Regions from separate parts of the Mus musculus genome. Here region 1 is linked to region 2. A link is a contact called in public promoter capture Hi-C data. All regions are on one chromosome and are shown on one strand. Each heading gives the region's core, a stretch centred on a gene start, on an enhancer-like site or on the middle of the called end of the contact. The rest is flanking DNA. Distances are from core to core; before and after follow the strand shown.

Region 1 (7,215 bases), core at 4,502-7,001, 3.2 Mb before region 2:
AGGCAGAGGAGGTAGGAGAATTTCTGAGTTTGAGGCCAGCCTGGTCTACAGAGTGAGTTCCAGGACAGCCAGGGCTACACAGAGAAACCCTGTCTCAAAAAACCAAACCAAACAACCAAACAAACAAAGTCACAAAAGATTGATACGGTCTTAAACAACTGCTGTAGTAGAACATTAAAGGACAGGCTACATGTAAATCTGCTCTGTATGGGGATGTGGCACACCACATGTAAGACAACCCCGCACACTATGCTTCCTTTAATATTTAATGTTAACGAAAAATATATTTCAAATATTTAAGGTTAATGAAAATTAATTTTCCATGTACACTTGTTTAAGAGAATTATCTACAGAAAATTTTGACTTTATATTATTTTCCTTTGACCAAAGTAAAATAGTCTTTTAGGAACTCCTGTGGCACAGCCTTATGTCAGACCTGTGTGGATTGGAAAGACTATTATGAATTCCATTACCCATACAAACCACAATCATGTAGGCCTTTGAGATCAAGACTACCATTTTATTGGAAGTAACTTTAAAATGCAGTTTTTAAGGAGGACCTCACAGAGCAGCTATCACAAGAATGGTGTAAGGTGCAGGGTGCGATGGTCTGAATGGACTGATCAAAGTCTTTCTTCTAGAAGAGGGTAGTCTTTAAGAACTGTCTCTCCTGTACTCAGTACCAACAGTCCTTCTTTACTGGTCTAGAGCTCCTTTTACCTGGAAACTGAGAAAAGTGAAACCTGAAGTTTCTAGTAGAGACAGGATTTCATTTGCTAAATTTAAATAGTGTCTACTTCTAAGGGTGCCAAGGATTAAATAAATGAAGACATCAAAAGGTGCATTGCCACTCACTATAGATGGTAAAGAAAGAACTAGTCAAGGGTAGATACAATCCATTCTCAGGGGAAAGAAAACTTACCTGAGGATTCACAAAGGGAAATAATCAAATCATATTTGTATTGCAGAGTTCACTTTTCGATAAAGATGGGAGAATGTTAGCCTGAAGCAAAAAGCAGGGACATTTGGTAAAGGTTCCTGAATCACAGCAGAGGTAGTAGGCTAGACTGAAGTGTCTGTCAGGAGGCAATGCTCACAGGACTCGGGCTTGATTAACACTTGGTGTGTGGACAGCATGCCAAGTACCAGAGGCATTAAGTCTATGCTAGCTGCTCTACTCTCTCCTACTGCCACACCATCATCATGCTGTGGGGTCAGGCCAGGAAAAGGTGAGATCCGCTACAAAGGACCCGTCAAAGTCCAGAATTAACTCACTGTTCTGAGCAACCAAGCTCAAGGCAACGCAACTTGGTCATGTATTTGAACCCAGTCATTTCTTAAAGTCTTGGAACAAATTTATTATTGTAAATTTTTTAAATTTTAAATTATTGTAAATTATTGTAAAGTTGGTCAAAATTTATGTTCATCGTACATAACTGCAAAATGGTAAAAGTTGAAAGGCTGAGTGTCTGGGGATCTCAATGTGAACTCTAGTTTAGAATCACACAACATGGTGAACTCAGTCATCTAGTTCCTTTCCTTTAAAACTGAAGTCAAAGGAGGGTATGTGAACTCACAGAATACGACAGGCAACTTGCTCATGCCCATGACCGTGTAGCTTGCTCAGGCTAGGAAAAATCGAGATCACTACAAGCGACACTTTAAAGCAGAAAATGCAGTTCCTTACTGACAGCAACCAAGTGCAAAGCAATGGCTCTGCCAGCCCAAATTCCAGAGTCAAAACAACATACGGCAGTGGGTCCTTCCCCAAAGCTAAGTTTGACACAACCCATACCAAGCAGAATAAAACTTCCCTTTTGGGCCACCGAAAACTAGAAGTTATCACTACAGCCTAATTTAGGCTACCATGAATACTCTAGTAAGAAAAGCATACAAGCCATCTCAAATGTGTCCAGTTAGGAACCGTCCTCAGCAAGACGCAAACTCTAAGTCCCGAGATCAGGACAACATGCAACGAGACCTGCAGATACAGGGTTTCCTGCAGATACAGGGTTTCCTGCAGATACAGGGTTTCCTGCAGATACAGGGTTTCCTGCAGATACAGGGTTTCGCCAATGGCCCTGCAGAGAGGGAGAGGTTTTACCTGTTCCCCAGAAGAAATGATGGGAGAGAGAAACACACTTGAAGAATTTTGTTTCTTATAGCTCAAGGATCAATACTATGTAGTGATATTTTCTATTTTGAGAGTATCAAATGTTGTGTGTGAGCTTGCTAATCTCTTTCTAGCATACAAGAGAGAATTAAAGAATTATGGTTAATAATTAGAAGCAAAGGGAGCCCTTTTTCATTTTCCATATACTCAACTTTTACAACTGGCTTCTGCACCAACAATAGGATGGGCAAGGAAAAATAATGCCTTCAAAGCAGTAGCTTAGTAGATACGCATGACTCTACAGCACCTACAAATGAGGAAGCATAGATGTCACGTAGCAGGAACCAAGCAAAGACTATTTTTTCAAAACCTGTGCTTTGTCTGACTTTTATACCTAAGTTTCTCTTTGCGCTAATTATATTCATGGTCATTGAGAAAATGAGAAGTTAGTCTCAACAGGAGGGGGGCAGTACTTTAAAAGACTCAATAAGGAGAAAAGTAGAAGACCAAAAAGTATGCTTGGCTAGGTATGATCGGCAGGAAGCCTTGAGGGTGGAGGCACAATGACGGTCTAGAAGGCGAAAGGGAGAAATCAGGTTAAAGCCAACTTCACCCTACACTGTGCTTTCTCGTCTCACAGATCCTGAGCAAGCACAGCCAACTGCTGAGGTTGAAAGGGCCTCTCCTGCGAGAAGACAGCCGAGGAGGATGTGAATCAACAGACCATATCCAGTGGCTTCCTGACCTATCCTGCCTGTTTGTGTTTGAGAACTGTATAGAAACACACACTGCATCAGCTGATTACATGTTGCAACTGCAGTTCTGCCTCGGCAGGTGACTCTAAAAGTTCCAAGATAAATAAATGAGGCTTTGTTTTCTTCTATCTAAAATGGTAACAATATCCTCCTGTAATAGAATTTTTTATTTTTTTCTCCTGATCCAGTAATGCCAAAATGAAAGGCTCCTGACCCCTGTTAAACTCAACTACAAACTGAGTAACCTCAAACTATTTGCAGTAGTATAGTACTTCTTATGAATTTAATATATACGAGACATTAGGAAAGGAAAAAGTTGTAATCAGTATATATCTTCCTCAATATCCATGACTTTACTAGCTAATAAATATTCCATGAAGAAACAGAGAGGGCCACAGGCTGAGGCTCTGTCTAAGCCATAGGTCAAAGTCTGGCTCTACCACTTATTTACTTCCGAGACGACCATAGGTGATTACAACATAAAGAGCAAACAGTAGATAAACACTGAAATGCAAGTCAGACTCTTACATATATATCACATGTAATCCCAGTAGCCTAACAGGCCAGGCCCAATACTTTCCTCACTTTGCAAACAAATTAAGGTGCAGAAAGAACAAGACACCTTAGCCAAGGTCAGCAGACGCCTAAGACAGGACAGCAGACTACCAGCATAGTCTTCTCATCTGTTGTAGGCAACAACTATTGGAAGTCATGTGTACCAGCTGAAGAATGGAAGATACCTGGAGAGAGCCTAGAATAGCAGTTGTCACATACTATGTAGACAAGAAAAGATGCAGGTTGTGCCAGAGACAGATCACACCACCAGAATTAAAACTATACATGCTCCTAATCCTCCATCATATTTCCAAGCCTTGGTACAGCTGATCTATTATAAGGCTGATCAAAGTTTATGTTCATATTTCACAACATGAAACAATAAAAGCTGAGAAAGGCTGAGGCCAAACTTACTGCTATCTCTCAATACATGCAGTTTCCTTTCAGTTGACGGGTGCATACCTGGGAATCTCAGGTATGAACTCTAATGTGCAATCACTGAATGTGGGAAACCCATTCAGTCTTTTTTCTGGAAAGTCAAAGCTGGGCATGGGGATTCATGTTTGTAATACAGCACTAAGGGAGGTTGAGGCAGGAGAATCACTGCCAGTCTAGGGTCAGCCTGAGCTACTCAGTGAGTTCTAGGATAGCCTGGGCTAGAAAACAAAACATAGTCGGATTAGGTTTCATAATTTGTCCTAAGGCCATAAAGTTCCCATCAAGTGGTTGCCACCTCACCAGCAATGATTTATACCTTTAACTCAGGTGCATCCTCGCTATAGAAGCCTACACAGAATAAACTAAACCTCTGACCATAAGTGCAAGAGTCTTTAGATAATGTGTGTAAGAAGAGCCGGTGCTCATTTTGTTTTTATGAACCACCCAGGTGACTTCAAATAGAGTTCTAAACAAAGATAAACAGGATTCTCAGCTTTTCCAAGACAGCAAACTACTTTTAAGAAGCTTACTACAAATTTAGGAAACTCCAAGAACTTGGGGTCTACTGCTGTCTCCTCCTCCACTGTTAAAAACAAAAGCGATCCATGCTCCAATATAACCAGAAACCTGAATCTGAACCCTGCTGCATTTATGCAGGGCAGAGAGAAAGCTGGGGAAGTCAAGTCACAAAGCTTTATGGCTCAAGAGCTACCAAAGTACTTTTTTTTTATCAAACTCATACACAAACACACGCACGGGGGGGGGGGGGGGGGATAGTTCTTTATCAGGTCTTCCAAGGGGCTGTGTTATATGAATTTGTAGTGTAATTTTTTTCAGGGTGCCATAAAAATGTCAATGACTCTTCTGTCATACAGAGCGCCTCCTAGGGTGGTCACAAGGCCTCTAAAAGACAAATTTGGAGAGAGCACGAGAAGGAGGGGCCAGGGGGACCCCACTTACCGAAAACACTGCATTCTGAAGCCCAAAAGGTATGGGAGTCAGCCGGGCCAGCGCCACCACCTTCAGGCCGCTTCCTCCCTCCACGACGCGGATAACGGCGCTCAGCTTGTCGCTGTTCTGGATCCTGGCAGCCACCCAGGCGGTGAGTAGCCGCTTGCAGACCACATGAGCGATAAAGGTGCCAATGAGGACGCCCACCACCATGAGCCCCATGCCTAGCACGAAGCCGTACAGGTAGCCGGCCGCCACATTAAGCACGATGTAGCCCCAACCGCAGGGGAAGGAGACCACGATGAAGCCCACGACGAAGAGCAGGACACCGAGCAGCGAGTCGAGGCTCTCCACCCAGAGCAGGAGGTGCTGCAGGTAGCGGCGGACCAGGGCCAGGGAAGCGAAGCACAGGGCGGCCAGCACGCACACCAGCACGAGGCTCCGGCACCAACAGGTGCTGCCGAGGCAGCAGCAGCGCCAGTTTCTCACCTCGGCCACCCCGACCACCACGCCGCCGCCGCTCCCGGGGCCGCCTGCCAACGCCCCGGCCGGCGCCGGCAAGTCCGAGGCCGCGGGCAGACCGTGGCGCTCCAGATAGGCGCCGAGCAGGGCGCCCGAGGCCGCCGCCGCAGCAGCAGCCGCCGCCGCGCTGGCCCCGCCCCCGCGGGGAAGGCGGTCCTCCGAGCGGTCCCCTCCCGCTGTCCGCTCCGGTGCCCAGCGGCCCGGCTGCTCCACGACTCCCGTCCGACCGGCGTGCTGCAAGGCCCGGGGCAGCGTGTGGGGCAGGCTCCCACCGGGGTTCCGCATGCCTCGGCCTCAGCCGGCCAGTGTCTCCACTCCCGCCGCGTCCCCCCGCCTGCGGCCTTCCATGGCACCCCGCACGCCAGGCCTCGGCTCCCTGCGTCCTCTCGCGGGGAGGGAACGGCCGGAGAAGGGCGGCAGCGGCGGTCGAGACGCGGTCCCGCCGGGAGTCGGTCGAGTCTGGACCCCGCGCCCGCAGAGCCCGCCCCCTTGGGCCCGAGGGGCGGGGCACGCGCAGAGGGGGCGGAGACATAGCTGGGTGGTCGGTCACGCCCCCGTGACGCCCGGCTGGTGCTGCGGATGAGTGGCGAGGTACCCGCGTCTCTCAGGCAACGGAGGCCTCGGCTGCCCGGGGCAGAAGAGTGAGGCGGAGGGAGGCCACGGGAAGCGGAAAGGGGACCCGGGGCTGCGCGCTCTCAGCTTCCACGGGCGCGCGCGTGCCTGCGTGTCAAAGACCCTTGGCCGCAGCTGCTGGGACTCTTGCCAAGTGCCTCTCTTTGGCTTCTGATTGACCTTTCCTGCAAACCAGCAGTGGGGTGTCGCTCTCCCCCAAAAGCTGTCTGGCGACTTTAGGGGAGGAGTTCTTATCTGTTCGTAGGAGGATAATTGTACCATCCCAGAGAGCAAAGTCTCCCAGTGGCTTCTAGATAACTCGGTTGTTTAGGAGCCCAGGGAATTGGTTGTGAAGAGCCACTCTTCAGAGAATGTGCCTTCTAGACCCTAGTCCTTTCCTGAATGCCAAGCACTGTGCTGCGTAGAGTGGAAAAGATTCCTCAAAAGACCTTTATAAAAAGGGTTGCTGTTACCAGCCCTTTCACGAGCTATGTATAGACTTATGACTGACCCAGTGCTAGGAGAGCAAGGTAAGGAATCAAAGATGTTAGCTAGAGTTCTTATCTGAGATAGTAGATAGAAGAAAGCCATTGACTTAAGGAAAATATTACAACTATGTACAAATGAAGTTGATGCATCAGAGTTGAGATGTCCATGATATCCACCCAAAAGTGGCATTCCAGTGGATGTTTGAAAATAGGAATATGGCGTTGACATGAATTATCACTCCTAGAAATTTTGACATTGATACACAGGCAACCGTTAAGACCATGGTTATGGATGACTGAATAGTAGTAGGTGTACTAAATATTCCCTGTATTCTCTACTCGGTCATAGTAGGCTGACTTCTATGTCCAGGCCTCGTGTTTGGGTCAGTCTCCACGATATATTCTGCCAAGTGACTTGTGACTAGCTTTTAGATGCTTTAGGAACCTTCCAAAATCCTTTCTCTCTTTGCCATTGTCAATTATTGGTGTTCCACAGAGTGAAGAGTAAGAATCCCAGTTACTTCTTGATGGAAGTATATAAATGAGTGAGAAGAAAAACCACGGACATGTGAGAGTTATATTATCAGGGCACTGTGATATCATCACTTCTGACTGGTGTGAATGAGAATAAGTCTGAGAAATTAAACCTTGAGGCATCAATATGCTACTTGGACCTTGTGAAGAGAATCCGAAAGACTGCCGAAATATTACTTAATATTTTATGATGATGATCATCATCATCATCTAGGCACTCCTATTTCCGTTTCTGCTCTGTCATTTA
Region 2 (6,742 bases), core at 540-3,039:
GGCAAAGAAAAGAAATACCTAGGCGCTGCTCCGAGATTTTCGCTGTCAAGATCCCAGGAAGCTCACTCGCCGCCACACGGAGGCTGACAGGAGGAAGTCGGGGGTCAGCGAGCGCCGCCCTAACCGCACCAGCCGCGCTCGCCCCCCGCCCAGCACGCCCGTGCTTCCGGCTCTCACCCCCTCCCTTGCCCCATGCCCGGCATCCTGAGAAGTGCTTCGCACCGGGCAGTCACCACACACCACACAAACGGAGAAGGGACGCTCCTCGACGCCGCAGTCTCCGCACGGCCTACCAGGCCCAACACGGCCGGAAGAAAATGGAGACCACACTCCCCTCCGGTCCGGACAAACCGATGCACCGTCTCTCTGCTCATGCGCAATCCAGGCCCAACCAGCCACCCCTTGGCGCTCTGAACGCGCGTGCGCAGACGTACTGCTTCGGTTACAGTGATTGGCGGGTGTGAGTGAGGAAGGCTGTTCTCTGCAGTGTAGTATGGTTTTGTGCATGCTCTATTTCTAGGCAATCTGTGAGCCCCTGACCCACCCCTGAAAACTTCCACTGGGGGGCGGGGATGTGAGGCAATTGTAAAATATACAAATCAAAAAGGTTTCTTTTTTTTCTTTTCATCATAATGAACCGCTTTGGAAGTGGAAAGCTGCAGAGTTTTCCATCCTCTCCTGTGATTTCTGTTAAACCTGAGAAAAACAGGGCAGTTGCATAGGCAGATAAAAGCAAGCTGTATTTACAACAGGCCTTCGGGCTGCCTTACCTAAAGTATGTATTACAGAAAGCATCCCTTCAACCTTTTATTACTGTGCTGTTAGGTGTATGTGACAATTCCCAACAATCACACTATGTGGCAGTTCTCCAGTCGGGGGTTTATTGGGATGGGAAATAGAGTTATCCTCTGGGAGAGGGAGGAGAACCAGGGACAGGGGAGAAAGGGAGAATGAGGCTTTTATTAGGCATTGTTGCGCTAACAGTCTGCAAGGCTGTGCACTTTAATAGGCAATATTCATGTATATCCAAATTTGGTTCTCAAACCAAGTGAGATGAGGTGTATATGTAGGGTGCTTTATGCACAATACAGAGAAAGTATGAAATCAAGATTCAGTAGGCAAGGTTTCTCCTAGACTTTTGTCATAAAGGTATTATATATAAAATCAATGAGGGTTTCTGTTTGTATTGCTTTGCTAAAACTCAAACTCAGGACTTGAAACAATCCCTACCCTTAGTGTTTTTTAAATAATGTAAAAACAAAGCCGGGCATGGTGGTGCACGCCTTTAATCCCAGCACTGTAGAGGCAGAGGCAGGCGGGATTTCTGAGTTCGTGGCTAGCCTGGCCTACAAAGTGAGTTCCAGGACAGCCAGGACTATACAGAGAAACCCTGTCTCGAAAATCAGAACAAAACAAACAAAAAAAGTAAAAACATAGGGCACCTCCTTTGTTGTCAAAATTAATCCCCTGGGTAAACTGTCATGTAGGTGTGATTGCCACTTTCATGAAACACTTTTAAGTGCTAAAACCATATATTTTCCATTGCTGTAGTAGTATTTCCTGACACGGTAAATTGACTGCGTCCCAGAGTTTTAAATACATTTTAAATAACCGCCCCTAATTTATTTAGCATATGTCTGATCCATTGTTTCCCGCGTGCGTGGTAACCTAGCAACCAGGCGTCGCAAGGTTGAGTTTTTTTTTTTTTTTTTTTTTTTTTTTCTGAACCCTGTTGTCCAATCAGCTCAGCGGACTCACCGAGGAGGCTGCTGGGGAGCTGGAGACTGCGGACCCAGGATATGGGTACCATGGTGACGCGTACAAGGCCTGTGGCGGCCATGGCGGTCAGATCTCGTTCTTCATCCCGGACTGGCACCGCCTACCTTCTCTTAGTTCTCTGCGAAGTCTCATGGGCACAAATCTTCTCCTTCCCTTTCCGGCGGCCTGAGACCTGCGACTTCAACCAGTACTTTGACATCTCGGCGCTCTCCTGTGCCCCCTGTGGCGCCAACCAGCGGCGGGATGCACTAGGTGAGGCGGTTTGGGGGTGGATGGACTCTGACCAAAATAAAGCACTCCTGACAGCCAGCACTCCAGACATTTTATTTGGAGAATGTTTCAGAAAATGCACAGCTATCAAACCTAAGAAAGGGTTTCCTGGGAGGATACGGCTGACACAATGAGATCAGTCACCCAGGCGCCACCACCCTACCCTCCTCCAGGAACTCATTCCCCGGAGTCAGTCTCTGGCAGGGAATCCTTAGGATGGCACCTGAAAGCCGCCTAAGAAAAGTAGAATAGAAATAGAAAAGAAATAACCTGAGGCGTCTAGTGAGGTACCCTGACAGGAAAGCAAGGGAAGAAATGTGAATTAGTAAACTCTTGTGACCATTAATTCTACTTCCAAATTCAAGATATTTAAAGCTGTTTGCAACTGTGACTATAATCAGATTTTGTAAGCAAAGGAAACTGAAACCGAGATGTTGTGACATCTGTGTGACATATACTGGAAACTAAGAGAACTCTTGTCTCTTCCTCACTTTCTTTTTTGTTTTTTGTTTTGTTTTGTTTTTCGACACAGGGTTTCTCTGTGTAGCCCTGGCTGTCCTGGAACTCTCACTTTGTAGGCCAGGCTGGCCTCGAACTCAGAAATCCGCCTGCCTCTGCCTCCTGAGTGCTGGGATTAAAGGCGTGGGCCAGGACACCTGGCTTCCCTCACTTTCTACCTCTGCATTCCCAGCGCGTGGCTTTGCATCTGTGGTTACATATTCCCTTAGGACCTGTCCCTTTTATTGTTGATGACTTCTGTTTGCTCACATTGTCCTTTTAGACTTAATTGCATCGATTGGTCTAGTTCTCCCTTAACTACTCAGAATGAGTCTTTTCCTATTTACTGAAGTCTAAAATGCTGTGAATCTCAGACTGGTTAACTCTCCTGCTTTAGGCCTGGTAGAGTCTCACTTAAGGCAGTGCGGATCACTGTGTCAGAAGATGGAGTGTGAAGAGCAAACGTGTTCTGCATTGTATTGCTTTCATGACAATGAATGAAGACGTGTGTGTTGTACATAGACTCCTACAGGTGCTGGCTCTACTTAGTCCTTAGAGAATTCTTTCTTTAACTAGCTGAGTCTACTTGTAATTACAAACAACATTTATTTTCTTTCTAGAGAAAGAGTATTTGAATGAAAGCAATTTTCCAATAAGATATTGACAAAATTAAAACTCACTAAACACACATACATATGGTTTAGTGATGCAGAAATGTAATTCCTAGAGCAAGTAAGTAGTTTTCATAGTTCAATAATAATTGCAGTTTAAAAAGTAGCAACATGATGCCAGACATATTTCTAAACTTTGACCCTATTAGGTAGGTCCTGTTTTTTTCTCCATTTTACTAAACAAGAAGCCGAAGTATAGAATTCATTAACCCACTCAGTGTTTGCATGTATACGCACAGACCCATAGACACATATACATGCACAGACAGACAGACAGAGAGACAGACAGACAAAGACACCTGTTGTCTCTCATATAATGCCCAGTCTGGCCTCGCACTGTCTGTGAGCAGGGATACCCTTGAAGTACTGCCTGAACTTCCTGCCTCTTCCTCCTAAATACTGAGGTTACAGGTATACACCACCACTCCAAGCTTCAAAATCCTAAGAACTGTTAAGTTTGTGTCTTGGAGTTTTGTTTGCTAAGGACAATATCAGCTTTGTTTTTTTTTTTTTCTTTTTCTTTTCAGGAACTTCCTGTGTATGTCTACCAGGATATCATATGATCTCTAATAATGGAGGACCTTCTATTATTTGTAAAAAGTGTCCAGAAAACATGGTATGAATAATTTATTTTAAAATAACTTTTGAGAAAAAGTCATAAATGTCTATCTCTCAGACTTCAGTATAATTTCCCATTTGTTCACATACTTTAAACTTTTTTTGTTTTGGGTTTTTTGTTGTTGTTTTTTTGTTTTGCTTTTTTTGTTTTGTTTTTTTTTTTGTTTTTTTGTTTTTTTGTTTTTTTTTGGTTTTTTGAGACAGGGTTTCTCTGTGTAGCCTTGGCTGTACTGGAACTCACTCTGTAGACCAGGCTGGCCTAGAACTCAGAAATCCGCCTGCCTCTGCCTCCCAAGTGCTGGGATTAAAGGCGTGCGCCACCACGCCCCGCTACTTTAAACTTATTAAGGTAATTTTATTAGTATACATTTTGAGAGATCAGTAAAGCAAAGAAGAAAACTTTGGGGAAAAAAGACAAATTCATTTTGTTCTGAAAGTGGTTGAGTCAGATATCCCAAGTACAAAGCTGTGAAAAAAAATCTTTCTGTTTGCCTCACAGAATAACTAGGGTATAAAGAGAAGCTGAGTATTCCCTATGTAGAGCCATTCGGGGTAAAATGTCTTTGCTGTAGATGGCATTCGCTGTCTTAGATGTACTGTGCTGATCGTCTTAAATGATGCTTGATCCTCCTAATGCTACATGAGGTTCAGCAATCCTCATGCTACATTAGGTACAGCAAGTCGATGCATTGCCGGTTGCATCAATAGAAATGGAATCATTCGAAGTTTGCTTAGTTTCCTCATTACATAATGGTTCAGGGAAATTCGACTAGTGGGCAAATTTTATGGGCTAATTACCAATTAGTAGAAATATGTTTTCTAATCATTTAAGCTAATTAGGAGTGTATAACAGTTCTATTGAAGTGTTGTTTCTTATTCTATTAGAAAATTAAATCTAAGAATCTATTATCATTAGGGGTCATCCTTTGAACTATTCATCCTGTAGATCTGATTGTTATATTTATATTTAGTTCATGTTTTGGAAGTACTAGTTGTAGCTAAGTGATTGGTAATGAAGGGCTATGGGTAGAATATTGTTCCAGGGATAAGTTTACTTAAAGTCTAAAAGTTTATTAAAGCTATTGTAGGTTTTTAGTGTTATGGAAGCATGCCAAATATAAAATCATTAATAAGTCCAGTCTCTTCAACAAAATCTAATTTGTGTCAGTTTTAGCATTAGTCTCTACTGACTTCAGTTATAACTATAAGCATGTGAGTGGCCAGGCCCCTCCCCTGAGGACGTCAAATCGCCAGGTCCTATCCACAGAACACACTAACTGCTCTAACAACTGGACCCAACCCCACCCTAAAGAGAAAAAAAGCCCAAGCTCGGTACTTGAAATCCCATCAATCCCAACCCTGGAAATTTTCACCCTGGAAAGTTCTGCTGCCAAGAAATGTTATCTAAACCCTGTCTTCTGCTCAGTTCTTTGCTGCTCCTCATTCAAGCAGAGGCAGCTGCCCTCCTTGGGTTTTTCCCTCTCAATAAATCTCTTGTGTGAGATATGTTGCATGGTGCAGTGTGACTCTGTGGTAGTCCTTGGTTCCAGACTGTCAGGATACCTTTCCCGTGATGTAATGTAATGTAATGTAATGCTTACATTGGTCCCGAGACTGGATAAGTCCTCCTCATGCCTATAGCCCCCTTGCAGGTCGAAGCTTCACTGGAACCACAGCCCTCTTCTCCAGTCTACCCACAGCAGACTCACCTCCCAGCTCACTAATGGCTCAGCTCCTTACCTACCACTTAGTTCCCCTTCGGTTGGTGTAAACATTTCCCCAGATCTGAGGAAGTTACCCTTGAGTGTCCAGCACCCCTCTGGTAGTTTTGGAATCAAATGTACCTCACAGCCACAGTCTTTAAGGCTATGTCTGCCTCCTTCACCTTCATCCTGCTATTGTGCCCCCTTCTGCCCTCTTCTCCCACCTTCCCTTTGGAGCTGCCTGTAATCCCACAGCTTCCCTAGGGCCTCATGGCTTTTGTGACTGTTTTCTAACCCTTCCCTTTGGATGGGACCCCACTTCTAGAGCTGGATTTGTCCTTGCCTTCTGGCTTCTATGAAAGCACCTCTGTTCTCAGGCCTTGAGTCTCTCTTCCCGCTTAGCCAGCTAAGGCCCTGATCCCCACTGAGTACAGTGACAACCCAGTGAATGGCTCGTCCTCCTTTAGTGCTGGGGACACCTGCAACTAAAAGTTGCAGTGACATTTTTCCTCCCCTGCCTCTCATCCATGGGAACAGTGTCTTCCATGCCCTGTCATTCCCACTTGGGATGCCTATTGGAAAACTTTCAGCATGTCCACCTAACACCAGACTTAAAGGCCCCTAAAATTGATCATTTTTGCAATCAAATTTGGCCTCAATATCCCTTAGTCAGATCCTAATATTATTCAGGGCCTTTACAAATACTGAAAGTGATAGAGGAAGTAAAAATAAGATTCTCCTTTCCCTATTTCTCTTTTCTCATTTCCAAGCCCTTTGTTTTTGTCTGGTCTCCCTAATAGACACAGTGTAAATGTCCATTACCATTAATGGATCTGTAAGTTTGTTGCAAAGTGGGAGCCAGGAGCCTGACCTACCAGGACAGGGAGAAGCAAAGAAGTAGGCCAGTGTACACATACTCTTTGCTGACTGATATGTCTCTCAAGTCCCTCCTGCAATAGCCTCTGTCTATAGCCAGGGCTCAGAATTTTCCCATCTCTAAGGATTGTTTATTCTCAGCTTACTGGATTCAGTATTGGAGGGATTCTGGCATGTTTTAGGTATGCATGATATTAGACTGTTGTTTTGTGCTGCCCAACTTCAATTAAAAGCAGGCTCTGGAGTTGGGGTGTGACTCCCCTCCTCTAGATCCACCTGTACTTGTTTAAAGGTTTCCTCCAAAATTTCTGTCTCAGATCAGGTGAG

What was found. Capture Hi-C pulls out chosen DNA fragments and counts their contacts.
Region 1: a promoter capture Hi-C map of liver shows a contact between it and region 2, with 3 times the contacts expected there. The contact joins the promoter of Tmem64 here to the promoter of Tmem67 in region 2. A contact is called at or near these places in 2 of 484 Hi-C or Micro-C datasets (B cells and CD4 T cells) and 1 of 9 other capture datasets (liver).

What each region holds. Positions count from the first base shown.
Region 1 is chr4:15,264,356-15,271,570 of GRCm38.p6, reverse strand. Tmem64 (transmembrane protein 64) reads right to left here and starts at 5,751. Exons shown (of 3, transcript NM_181401.3): 1 at 4,822-5,751. The coding sequence starts at 5,619. It overlaps Gm51436 (a long non-coding RNA gene), which reads right to left and starts at 4,814. Exons shown (of 2, transcript XR_003955370.1): 1 at 923-4,814; 2 at 1-727.
Region 2 is chr4:12,083,004-12,089,745 of GRCm38.p6, reverse strand. Tmem67 (transmembrane protein 67) reads left to right here and starts at 1,789. Exons shown (of 28, transcript NM_177861.5): 1 at 1,789-2,031; 2 at 3,746-3,834. The coding sequence starts at 1,809. It overlaps Rbm12b2 (RNA binding motif protein 12 B2), which reads right to left and starts at 376. Exons shown (of 4, transcript NM_198957.2): 1 at 223-376; 2 at 19-83.